2 separate regions of the Mus musculus genome follow, and region 1 is linked to region 2. A link is a contact called in public Hi-C data. All regions are on one chromosome and are shown on one strand. Each heading gives the region's core, a stretch centred on a gene start, on an enhancer-like site or on the middle of the called end of the contact. The rest is flanking DNA. Distances are from core to core; before and after follow the strand shown.

Region 1 (6,336 bases), core at 2,025-4,524, 210 kb after region 2:
CCATGTGCGCTGGTGCCTGCAGAGGCCAGAAGAGGGCATCATGTCCCCTGAAGCTGGTATTATGGTGGTTGTGAATGCCTGGTGTGGGTGATAGGCACTGAACTTCAGTCCTCTGGAGGAGCAGGAAATGCTCTTAATCCTTGAGTTTCTTCACCCCTCCATTTTTTTATCATTTTAAAAAAGTTTATGTGATAGGTGTTTTGTCTGCGTGTATGTCTGAGCATCACTGCCTGGTGCCTGAGGGCTCTTCTGGAACTGGAGTTACAGACAGTTGTGATCTACCATGTGGATGCTGGGAATTGAATTCTGGTCCACTGGAAGAGCAGTGGATGTTCTTACGGCACCTCTCTAGTTCCCAAAGGGGGTAGAAAATAACACCTGCAGCAATGTACTGGCTGGTTTTGTGTCAACTTGACACAGGCTGGAGTTACCACAGAGAAAGGAGCTTCAGTTGTGAGGAAATGCCTCCATGAGATCGGGCTGTGGGGCATTTTCTCAATTAGTGATCAAGGGGGGAGGGCCCCTTGTGTGTGGGACCATCTCTGGGCTGGTAGTTTTGGGTTCTATAAGAGAGCAAGCTGAGCAAGCCAGGTGAGGCAAACCAGTAAAGAACATCACTCCATGGCCACTGCATCAGCTCCTGCTTTCTCCCCTGCTTGAGTTCCAGTCCTGACTTCCTTTGGTGATGAACAGCAGTATGGAAGTGTAAGCCAAATAAGTCCTTTCCTCCCCAACTTGCTTCGTGGTCATGATGTTTTGTGGGGAATAGAAACCCTGACTAAGACAAGCAACTATAATAATGTGTCCTGGATCATTCTAGATATTGGTAATTTGTGTCTTCCTTGCTTCATTTTAGAATTTTGTTTGGTTGGGCAAGGTCTTGCCACATAGCCAGGCTGGCCTGGAACTTGTGATCCTGCCATAGCCCGTCAAGTACTACCCCACCACCACCACCACACCCAGCTGCTTTCCCTTTTTCTTGGCCAGTTTGGTTAGTTTTTTTGGTGTGACTGATTTTTCTTCGGAGCAGCTTTGGCTCCATTGCATTCCAACGTGTTTCCTGTTTGAGATTGGTTTCTGCTCTCACCTCATTGCTTCTGTCCTCATGGGGCTTGCCTTGAGTTAAATGCACTCAAGGTTAGGGTGGGAATGAGCTAAGGTCATTAACTGAAAACTCATAGCACCAGGTATTGATTGTATCCATTCCTGCCACCCTAGCACTTGGTAGCCTGAGGCAGGAGGATCACAAAATTGAGGTTAGCCTAGGCTAGATGATGAGATCCTACCTCAAAAAGTAAATAAGAGGAGCAGGTTAGTGTATACAGCAACTCTCTCTTAATTGCTTTAGTTGCTCTTTCTTAGATATTCTCATTGTTACTTAATTCCTTGCTGGGAGCTGTTTTAAGGATCCAGTCAAGCATGCTAAGAATTCTTTGTTTCAGTTAGTGTTTTGTTGCAGTGGTAAATGCCTGAGAGAAACAGGTCAAAAGAGGATGTATTGTGTGGCTCCTGGTTTCAGTAAACGGCCCCTTGATCCCATGTTTTTAAATCTAAGGTGACACTGAACATCACAGTGGGACATAGTTGAACATCACAGTGTGTTACAGACTGCCTATCTCCTCTCACTTCTTGGCAATCAGGAAGCAGGAAGACAGGAAGGGCTGGAGATTGCTTTTATCTCCTGGGTCATGCCTTGGCAACCTGCTTCCTCTATGTCCCACCTCCTATTTTCCACTAAGGCTACCATAAAAGTCCATTGGGGATTAATCTATGAATGAAGGGGGAGCTCTCCTGATTCAATCAGTGACTGAATGTGAGGCAGGGGTGAGGGAAGGACCTGGGGGCTAAGCCTTTGATTCCTGAGCCTTTCAGGGGTCACCTCATTGCCAGACCTTGACAGCTGTACTCCAAGCCCTTAGCATTCATCCTTTTTTTTTTCCTTGTAATTTCCATCTTTGCCGAAGTTCCTTATTCATTCATATTTGCCATTAAAGACTAGTGTGGGGCTCTTAGTTGCTTTAATTTGCTGATAGCAGCCTTAGGAATTGGGGTTCTGGGTTCTGTCTTTTTCTCTTGATGATAGGCTGGGTTTTTTGTTTGTTTGTTTTTTGACAGGGTTTCTCTGTGTAGCCCTGGCTGTCCTGGAACTCACTCTGTAGACCAGGCTGGCCTCAATCAAACTCACAAAGATCTGCCTGCCTCGGCCTCCTCAGCATGTACCACTGCCACCTGGCAGATGGGATGTCTTATTCCTGCCTTTTTGTGTGTGTGTCTCATCATGTTTGGTTGAAAGCAGGTATTGCCAGCATGCTTTTTCTGAAGAGGGGGTAGTAGTCTGAGCAGACCATTCGGGTATCAAGCAGGTCAGATCCATAATAACAAGGTTCCTTTTCTTTTCTTCCAGCTGTGCCTTTGTGCTTCTGTGCCTTCACCCCAACCCAGAAAATGATGGGGTCCCAGGTGAGTTGTCTGCATAGTACTCATTTGGTGTTTCATTTCACTCTTGGAATGTTATATTTATAGAAAATGAACCAGAAAGCATAATGAGTTAGATCAGGGCTAGAAAGCCCTTCCTGTACCTTAATGTGGATCATAGTGGGGTTTGCCCCACACCAGTGCTATGAAGGGCAGAGACAGGAGGATTGCTGAAGCTTTCTAGAGTCTTAACTCCATGGTCAGTGAGAACCCCATCTGCCCTTGACATTCCGGGGAGGACCTCATGTTTTAAGGGGCGGCAGAGGCTCTTGAGGGACATTGTTTTAGTATCTGTACCTTAGATAATCACTGATCATTGCTGTTACATTATATAATAAAGAAAATAAGGAAGGAAACAAAAACACATTCTTAACAAGATATGGCAGAAACACTCAAGTCAATCAAAATCTCTTCTGTAGCTGGTCATGGAGGCCTTAGCTGGTATTTAGCACTGTTTTCCTCCACTCTCAGCCAGCAGGCCGCGGCTCTCTTCCTGGAGGAGTGACTCATGCTTCCATTCCTGAGGGGAATGTCCCTCTGTCATCCTGCCTGCCTTAGGTTGGGGTAGTTTCCCACGGACTTTCATCACAGGACATGGTAGCAACAAGAGAGGCTCTAAAGGACCTCCTACACTCCAGATAAAATCTTTCTTACCTCCACTGAGGAGGAGCAATACAATTTCCTCTTGGTAATCTGGATAAGTCACCTCTCTTAACTCTTCTTTCATAGTCTGCTGGCTTCGGGGCATCAGAAGCCTTAAGGAGGAAGTCTGCGCTTCAGTCGAGTGAGATGTTTGTTGTGTCTCATTGCTAGAGAACTTCCCCCAACTGGAACCAAAACTTCTACACCAGCAGAACTTAAGGTCATAGGAACAGGAAGCAAAAAAATTCCTAGTGGGTCACTGGGGTGACAGTAAGTGGAACTATTCCATTTTCCACTCCTTGATTCCTGGACCTATGGATCTTGGCTTTGGGAAAAAACCTAGCATATATTGGACACTGATTCAAAGACAGAATCAGACACTGATTCAAAGCATACACTCTCTTTAGGAGAGCCCTGCCCTAGCCCTCCATGCTGCTGCTACCTAATTGGCACTATAACTGTGTCTCCAAAGGCCATTCCATCTTTCTATCAGGCCAGCTGCTTCAGGATGGTGGGGAACATGGTAAGACCAGTAGATTCCAAGTCATGGGCCCATTGTCATGCTTCTTTGGCTGTGAAGTGAGTTCCTTAGAAACAATACTGTGTGGAATACCACGATGGTGGATAAGGCATTCTCCACAGATGGTGGTTTTGACAAAAGCCTTATGTGCAGGAAAGGGTACATCTATAACCAGAATAAGTATCAATTCAAAGCATTGTCCTTTTCACAGAGGAAGTGGTTCAGTGTAATCAGTCTGTCACCAGGTCACTGGCTGGTCACCCCAGGTAATTGTACCATATCTTGGGCTCCGTATATTGGTCTCTGCTGTTGGCTGTGCTCAGCAGCAGCTGTAGCCAGGTCAGCCTTGATGAGTGAAGTCCGTGGTGAGGTATGCACCATAGCCACTTTGTTCATGTGCCCTTAGGGGAATGACAGGGTTGGCTGGGGAAAGAGGCTGACTGTCCACAGCACAGGTCATCCTATCTGCTTGGTTACTGAATGCCTCCTCTGCTGAAGTCACCTTTTGATGGGCATTTACATAGAACACAAAAATCTTCACACCCTTTACCCATTTGGAGAGGTCAGTCCACATTCTTCTTTCCCAGTGTTTTTTTCTCACCATCTCTTCAACCATGCTCTTTCCAAGTCCCTGACCATCCAGCCAATCTATTGGATACAGCCCATGAATCAGTGAACATGGCCATTTTTCTTCCCAAACAAAATCTATGATGGCATGTACTGCCTGACGTTGTGCCTACTGTGACAATTTGCCTTCACTGGTGTCTTTCAGGGTTGTCCCAGAGGGGGTCGTAATGCTGCAGCTGTCCACTTCTGGGTGGTGCCTGCATAAGGTGCAGATCCATCAGTAAACCAGGCCCTAGTCTTCTCTTCAAACCAATCACAGGGCACATGACATGAGACTATAGGCGCATGCCTGGCAGTAGATAGTATTGTAATGAGAGTAGAAACCATAGACATTTGGAGAACTTCATGTACCTTGTTTGTGCCTTCAGGACCTGCTCAGGCCTGATCGTGTGTAGACCACTTCCATTTGATAGTGGATTGCTGCTGTGCCTGCCCTACTATGGCACAGTGGGGCAGATAACACCCAGCTCATGATAGACAGCAGCTCAGGGCGCATGGTAACTTGGTATCCCTTTGTCAGATGTTCAGTTTTCACTAAGGCCAATTGCAGACCAACAGCTGTCTCTCAAAAGAATAGTTGTCTGCAGATAATGGTAGGTAGAGCCTTGCTCCAAAATCCCAAATGTTTCTCCTGTGATTCACCTACAGGGGCCTGCCAGAGGCTCCAGACAGCATCCCTGTCTGCCACTGACAACTCATATACCATCAGGTCTGCTGGGTCATATGGTCCAAGTGGTAGGGCAGCCTGGAACTGTTGAAGAGCCTTGTGTTCCAGGCCCCACACAAAGCTCGCAGCTTTCTGAGTCACCCGATACATGAGTGGGAATAATCACCCAAGTGAGGAGTGTGCTGTCTACAGGATCCAAATAGACCCTCTAAGCCCTGTGCTGCCTCTTGGTGGTGGGAGGGGCCGCTGCGTAATGCATCCCTAACCTTAGAACCGATGTCTCTGCTGGCCTCGCACCCCTAGACTCTCAAGAATTTCACTGAGCGCACGCCTTTAATCCCAGCACTTGGGAGGCAGAGGCAGGTGGATTTCTTAGTTTGAGGCCAGCCTGGTCTACAGAGTGAGTTCCAGGACAGCCAGGGCTACACAGAGAAATCTTGTCTCAAAAACAAACAAACAAACAAGAATTTCACTGAGGTAGAAGGCCCTTGGATTATAGTTTATTTTCCATCTCTGATGTATGTATGTATTACCAACAAGTCTGAAGTGGTTGCTACCTTCTGTTCACTCTGTCTAATCAGCATGTCCTCAATATGGTGAACCGATATTTTGTGAAATTGATGATCAAGATCCAATTGAAAGCTTCAGGCAGGCATGGTGGCACATCTAATCTCCGTGCTTTGGAGGCAGCTGGGTGTGAGTTTGAGGCCAGCCTGGTTTCCAGAGCAAATTGCAGGACAGTCAGGCTGTACAGAGAAACCTCTGACTCGGGTGCTGGAAATTCAGCTGAAAAGAAATTGTTTTTGGTGATCTTATGGACAGGTACTAGGAAAAGGGGCATTTAATAGACCAATAATTGCAAACCGTGTGCTAGGAGATGTGTTAATCTGCTCAGGGACACCACCCCTGCCTGCATCCTTCAAGTCCTTAATGGCGGCACACATTTCTGCAATTCCTTCAGGATGTGCTACTGTTTTTGATTTACTATTTTCCCTGACCGAGGCAACTCTAAAGGCTTCCAGTTAGCCTTTCCAACAGTAATAGCTCTCATTCCACAGGTCAGGGAACCAGTGTGAGAATTCTGCCAACTTCTAAGTATATGCACCCCAGTTATACATTCTGGGACTGGGGAAATAACCAGAGGATGAGTTTGGGGACCCAGTTGGACTTCAACCAAAACTCCATGAATCATCTGACCTCCATAAGCTCTAACTTTAATTGGAGGACAACAATGTTTTTGGGGTTCCCGCAATCAGCAAGAATCAGTATCCACCAATAGACCCAGATAATCTGATTGCTTCCTTTCCCCCACTGTACAGTTCCCCTTGTAAAAGGCCATAGGTCCCTCTGGGGAACGACTGGAGAAAGGCTAAGAGTAACATTTTTAGGCATTTTATTAAGATCC
Region 2 (6,502 bases), core at 1,351-3,850:
AGGTGCCTTCAGTGATGTCCTTCTCCCTGTCCTTGGCTAAGCCCTTCACGTGCTCGCCTACTCTTTCCCACTGAAAACACTCATCCTTCAAAGCAGTTCAGCCATACTGACACACACACACACACGCACACGCACACACACATACGCGCGCGCGCGCACGCGCACACGCACATACACAGCCCTGGATGCCCTTGTAAATGTAACTTTTATTCTCTTGAAGTAATTGTCACCTCTGAGGTTCACTGCCTCCACCGTCTGCTAACCTAGGCCCAGTCCTGAAAGCTTCTAGCCTCCGTACAATCTAATCAAAGCCTAGAATGTTTTCAGCTGCCGAGGCTGGCTGCTGAATAAGTTCACCCCTTCCTAGTTCTCTCTGAGCTCTGGTTGGCTGGTTCAACTCAGCTGATCTGGCTCAAACACCTCTCCAAGGTGATGAATTCAGTCTGGCTTCTCTCTGGGCCTCTCCTGAATTGCTCTCTGCTTGGCCTCAGACTAACTTTGGCAGTATGTTCTAATCTGGCTCCTTCTCCTTCTCTGGCTCGCTCTGTCTTCACCTGTGTCTAGCTTGTTCTTTACAACCTGTCTCTGTTCAACTGTCCCAGTAAATATGCCCCCCCCCTCTCTCTCTGCACTGCCCCTCAAATAGCTTCCCTTTCCCCTCTTCCTGTGAAAGTTAGGCAGATCCTATTTGTCACATCTTTCTCTGATTGGTCACTTTGTCTGCCACTCAATTAGACATCACTTTCAAGCATGGCTGCTTCCTCCTACAAACCAACTTTATCTTCATTGTTTGAGATTAAAGGTGTGTGCTAAGGGCTGAGCCACACCACAACCAGGAACAGGGTTTGTCAGTAAAAGGCTCAGAGTGCACAGTGTGATCAAATATCCTGAAACATTCCATGTCCTCAACTCTGTTATTCCTTTTTTTCCCCCACAGATGCCAGAGCACAGGTAGAGACATAACCACATTTCCTCCTAAATCCACCTCTGTCACAGTGCTCACCTCACATTAAACACATGCTAAATAAACTAGGCCTTCTGAGATTTCAAAAGGAAACAACTTAATAATGTGTCAACACAGACTTGCCAGTACATGGACTACCAACAGAATAGGTTCGCTTCTGATTCTTACAAGAACGCTAGAGTCTGAGCACGAGGCAAACAATGTTTTATCCTTTGAGTGTGTGTAACACCTGCTGCTGCTGGCTCTGAAGATGGAATGAGAGGAGTGAGCACCAAGTAGTGGGCCTGTGATCTAGAACCCTATTTCCTAAACTTCTGTTCCATGGCTAACAGAACTAATTCAAAATTTATTCTGTTGCTTGGATGATTTTCCTAAGCCCTCACCTATGGGTGTCCACACCACATCCATTTTTCTGGCAGAATGAAAGGCTGTTGTCTCCTTAGCTCCTGCTGCATTAAATCCCCAAAACAAAACAAAAACCCTAGATCCCTCCCCTCGATTCTACTAGCCCTTCAAAGCAGCACTGGGAAGGGCTGCCATGCCCACTGTGGATCAGCAAATGCAGATTGTATGCATCTATAGAGTAGAAAAACTTATTAAAATTAAGCATAATGGACTCTCCATAGTGTCCATGAGGAAAGTGTTAAGTCCTGTGGTCTGAGCAGCTTGAGGTGGGAGGACAAATGCAAGCTGGTGGTCACCTAGAACGCATGGCCCATTCTGCTTGGCAGGGGGCTAAAGAGCCCCTGGTACCCTGGACAGCTAGCACTGCTTTCCCATGGCAAAAAGTTTTTGTTTGTTTGGTTGGATTTGGTTTTTCAGGATAGGTTTCTTCTTTGTGTAAGAACAGCCCTGGCTGTCCTGGAACTCGCTTTGTAGACCAGGCTGGCCTCAAACTCAGAGATCCTCCTGCCTCTGCCTCCCAAATGCGGATTAGAGGCGTGTGCCACCATGCCCATGCCTAGTGTTCTCCCTGGCAAATTCAAAGGTGTTTAGGACACAGGTTATAATATTTTAAAGAGCAAATAAAGCCCAGGTGTGGTGGAATCCCAGCACTCTGGCAGTCAGAGGTCTCAAGTTCAAGGTCAGCTGGGAAACACAACGGTGCCCTACCTCAGACGAGCACAGTAAACCAAACCAAGAGGACTTAGCTATGGTAGAGAGGCTGCTGACCCCACCAGCATCCAGACCACTGTGTTTCCAAACAGGGATATTTCTCACAAATACTAAGTTTTTGTCCTGGTAACTTGGAAATGCAAACAGAACTGACCTATTGAGAGATGTTACATAGTGTCTTGTTTTTATTTTATGCATAAAGAGTGTTTTGCCAGCATGTCTACATAGCATGTGCATGTCTGGTGCTGACAGAGGCCAGAGAAAGGCATCTGATCCCCGGAATGGGAGTTACAAACGTCTGTGGCCTGGCTTATGGTTACTGGGACTTGCATCTGGAAGAGCGGCCAGTGCTCTTAATCACTGAACCATCTCTCCAGCCCCCTATGAAACATGTTAAACTTGAAATGACTTCATAGTCACTAAGAAGGTTTTTTTGTTTTGGAAGACAATGTTCTTACAGAAATAATCCACACAAGAAAACTATGTCATTCTAAACAGGGACAGGGCTTCCATTAGCTTCACGGTGGGGTAGAGGAAGAGACCGCTCTCTGTAAATGGTGTGAACTCACAGAGGACCCAACAGATCTGTGTCTGTGCACATCAGTCCGCCTGTTGTGGGACCAGCATCACGGCAGTGTCGACACAAACGAGGCTGGAGGAGTACAGTGTAATACACTCAGATACCTGCGGCCCTTCCTCCCCCATCCCAGCACACCGGACTACACGTGCTGCTGAGGCACTGGTACCAAACCTGGCACATAGTTCAAGATCAAGCTTATGCCACGGAGTCTCATGACCAATTAGTAATACAGGGGAGAGGTGAGGCCCACCTGCCACCATGAGATATAAGTACGTGTGTGTGTGTGTGTGTGTGTGTGTGTGTGTGTGTGCGCACGCACTAGTAAACAAAGGACATCAGACTGTGTTAGTACACGATTGTCTCTCACCCACATTATTTTACTTTCTTTATATGACAGTTTGGGGGCTGGAGACAAAACAGTTCTGACTTTGCAATCATGAAGATCCAAGTTAGGATCCCTGAACACACATGACACAAGGTGTCCTGAAAAGACTGATAATCCTAGCACCAAGGAACCAGATGGCCTCTTCTGTCCCACACAACATACACTTGAAGACACAGAGATTTACACACACAAAGTAATCCTTGAAAATAGAAAGTGTTGGTTTTTATCTACGAGACTGATTTCCTAATCCATTCATGAGTCTTAAATCATAGTTTCAAACAAAGTGATATACAACACTTACCTATTATGGAACATGTAGTATTTTGTTTTGTTTTAGTTTGAGTGTCAGTGTGTGTGTTGCTGAGGATCAAACACATCACCTCCTGTATGCTAGCCAAGCATTTGATTACTAAGCGATCTCTCCAGATCTTCTTTATGACGTTTGCTTGTAAGTGTCTTCATATATAAGTGAGGCTGGCCATCACCTCACTGTGTAGCCCAGGATGGTCTCAAACTTGAAACCCTCTTACCTCAGCCCCGTGAGTGAAGGGACTACAAACACGTGCAACCATAATCCAATGACACAAATTACTTATGTGTCTCCGGTTAATTAGTTTGGAATCATAAAATTGTTAAATTACATTTTTTGTATGTGTGTGTGTACATTCACATATCAAAGCACACATGTGGAAGTCAGAGGACAACTCTTAGGAGTCAGTTCTTCTATGGTGGCTCATGCGAGGGAGAAAACTGAGGTTAGTAAGCTTAGTGGCAGGCACCTCTGCCCACTGAGCCTTATGACAGGCCCAAGGAATTTAAATTTCTAAGAGAGAGAGATTTCAGTATAGTGGGTCTTGTTTTTTTTTTTAAACTCTCTTCCCTGGTATAGACAAGTGAAACCCCTGAAAATCATGATGAGTTTGCAAGGGAGTTCAAGTAAAAAGTACCCCTGGAGCCCAGCCAGCCTGCCCAGAGGCAGAGAGAGACTCTGGTATCAGTGCTGAAATGCAATCTCATTTCCCCTGTGCTAGAAGAAATAATTATGAGACTCTTGCGGCTAGAGAGAACCTTAATGTCAGATTCCGTTTCCTCTGTCAGATGATCAAAGTCAAATGGCATTTCCTTTACAAGTCATGAGACTAATTCTAGTCCGGTCCAAAACAGTTCCCTTCAACCAGAAGTACAATGCAAAATGAGTCACTAAGACGGTCACTTTCCTTATTCATCCTCTCTCTCTCCCTCTCTCTCTCTCTCTCTCTCTCTCTCTCACTCACTCACTCACTCACACACACACACACACACACACACACACACACACACACACACACACAAGTACAAACTTCTATTAGTTAAAGGAAAGCAGATGAAGAGAAACAGAAAACATATACATCTTAAGTTTCTTATGGGGCTGGAATGTAACTCAGTGGTATGGCTGCTCACCAGTATGTGCAAGGCGCTGAGTTCCAGCCCTGTACCAAGAAAAAGAATGCTGAATATATGTCCATCATATATTACACTTTAGTATTGTATTTTATAAGGCCATCATCAAGGTGCCAACTTCTAAGTCACAGATACCATAGCTCACTTGTGGATGGCACTAAGAGCCAGCGTCTTCTGGCTCAGGAGTCTGTTTTGCAGCTGCTGTGTGCCTTTGTACTGGCATCTGGAGGGTCCATTCCTGGTTCAAGGACAGAATCTTGAAGGCTGATGCTAGCTCTGATGGCTCTGGAAACAGGTGCTTTTCCTCATGAAAACATCCACTGTGGACTCAACAGACAGTACAGGAGGGTCAGCTCTGTGCGTCCCCCTCCCTTCTTCCAGCACCATCCGTGCCCGGCAGCCAAGGAGAAGGGAACACACAGGATCACGAGCGGATGCTGTGACAGTCTGTGAGAGGATACTCTCCATCCTAAATCACGAGGATGGCCCTGGTTCTAGGACTTTCCACCAGCAGCAGCAGAGAGCCTTCTCCAGCACTTATGGAGTCCTCTGGGATTTCCGGAAGTGCCACTGTCCTTTAAGTTCAGAAGGTGCTCTCCAGCAGGCAGTGGCAGCCACACCCCGTGGGACATACCTCCTGGGTCCGAAACCACTCCATCATGTGGCTCGTGTGGCCACCATGCCCACAGGTCAGGCAGAAGTTGGATGAACCCCGCACGGCCACATGGCAGATGGCACACTGGAAGGTGAAGCCTTTGCAGATGGCGCACTGGGTGCCACGGACCTCGCTCCGACAGTGACTGCAGTACACACCAAACTCTGCAAATGGGTGGACAGGGGCAAAGCAAGAGGAGACATTAGTTCTAATAAAAGCAGACTGAGTCTGGCTGGGTAAGGATACCGACTCCTCTCAGGACCCTGTCAGGCTCTGGCAGATCAGTCATTTCTTCCTTCTCTCTCATCCTCATGCATTTTCTTTCTCCCTGGTCAACCACGTAACGCAAAAACGTATCTACTGGGGCTGGGGAGATGGCTCAGCAGTTAAGAGCACTGACTGCTCTTCCAGAAATCCTGAGTTCAATTCCCAGCAACCACACGGTGGCTCGCAACCATCTGTAATGGGATCCCATGCCCTCTTCTGGTGTGTCTGAAACTGCAACAGTGTACTCATATACATTAAAAAAAGAAACAACAGCCGGGCGTGGTGGCACAGCTTTAATCCCAGCACTTGGGAAGCAGAGGCAGGCAGATCTCTGAGTTCGAGGCCAGCCTGGTCTACAAAGTGAGTTCCAGGACAGCCAGGGCTATACAGAGAAACCCTGTCTCAAAAAAAAAAAACAAAAAAAAAAACAAAACAAAAAACAAAAAGAAACAACAAAAACAAAGCCTCTGTTACCTCTAACCCCTCCAGTGATTGGCTGTGGCGATTTTTATTTAACCAATAGCTTTAAATTAAGGAACAAGATTTGCACAACAAAAGCTGGTAAATGTAGCTTCATGAACTTAGTCCTTTAATTCCAGCAGAGGTAGAGGCAGAGGCAAAGGCAGGTGGATTTCTGAGTTTGAGGCTATCCTGGTCTACAAAGTGAGTTCCAGGACAGCCAGGGCTACACAGAGAAACCCTGTCTCGAAAAACCAAAAAGAAAAATAAAAAGCTGGTAAATGTGAGACTTCACTTGTCAGCCTAGACCTACTGTACAGAATTTAGCATCACAATACATTAGCAACAGATCAAACCTCAACAGCTTTCTCTAGCCTTTTGACCACTCTAGTCCACACCTGCCTCTGTTGCCCACCTGCCTCTGTTGCCCATCTGCCTCTGTTGCCCACCTGCCTCTGTTGCCCACCTGCCTCTGTTGCCCACCTGCCTCTGTTGCCCACCTGCCTCTGTTGCCCATCTGCCTCTGTTGCCCACCCGCCTCTGTTGCCCACCTGCCTCTTTAATCTACTTGCCCTTTTTGGCTGCACTTTTCTCTTTGGCCAACCTGGCGTACCTGGACTAAGTTCATGACCCTGT

Evidence for each region. Hi-C and Micro-C count contacts between places; a contact is called where the count stands out from the background.
Region 1: a contact with region 2 is called in a Hi-C map of bone marrow-derived macrophages, with 32 read pairs. The contact joins two enhancer-like sites. A contact is called at or near these places in 1 of 15 datasets of contacts at CTCF or cohesin (large pre-B cells), 6 of 484 Hi-C or Micro-C datasets (the HL-1 cell line, bone marrow-derived macrophages, embryonic fibroblasts and 2 more) and 4 of 115 datasets of contacts at active chromatin or transcription factors (double positive thymocytes, embryonic fibroblasts, embryonic stem cells and 1 more).

Annotation. Positions count from the first base shown.
Region 1 is chr8:111,655,982-111,662,317 of GRCm38.p6, forward strand. Zfp1 (zinc finger protein 1) reads left to right here. Exons shown (of 4, transcript NM_001037665.2): 2 at 2,405-2,460. The coding sequence starts at 2,446. Among named protein-coding and RNA genes, the nearest start is that of Zfp1, 16 kb to the left of the region's middle. Within about 2 kb of position 3,275, at least 112 of the 459 cell types and tissues checked have an H3K27ac peak or open chromatin away from gene starts, as enhancers often do. A contact at or near this core is called in the HL-1 cell line, bone marrow-derived macrophages, embryonic fibroblasts and 1 more, where this site is marked.
Region 2 is chr8:111,445,776-111,452,277 of GRCm38.p6, forward strand. It overlaps Wdr59 (WD repeat domain 59), which reads right to left. Exons shown (of 26, transcript NM_001170742.1): 26 at 3,009-5,304. The coding sequence ends at 5,069. Among named protein-coding and RNA genes, the nearest start is that of Gm24793, 30 kb to the left of the region's middle. Within about 2 kb of position 2,601, at least 72 of the 459 cell types and tissues checked have an H3K27ac peak or open chromatin away from gene starts, as enhancers often do. A contact at or near this core is called in the HL-1 cell line, bone marrow-derived macrophages, embryonic fibroblasts and 1 more, where this site is marked.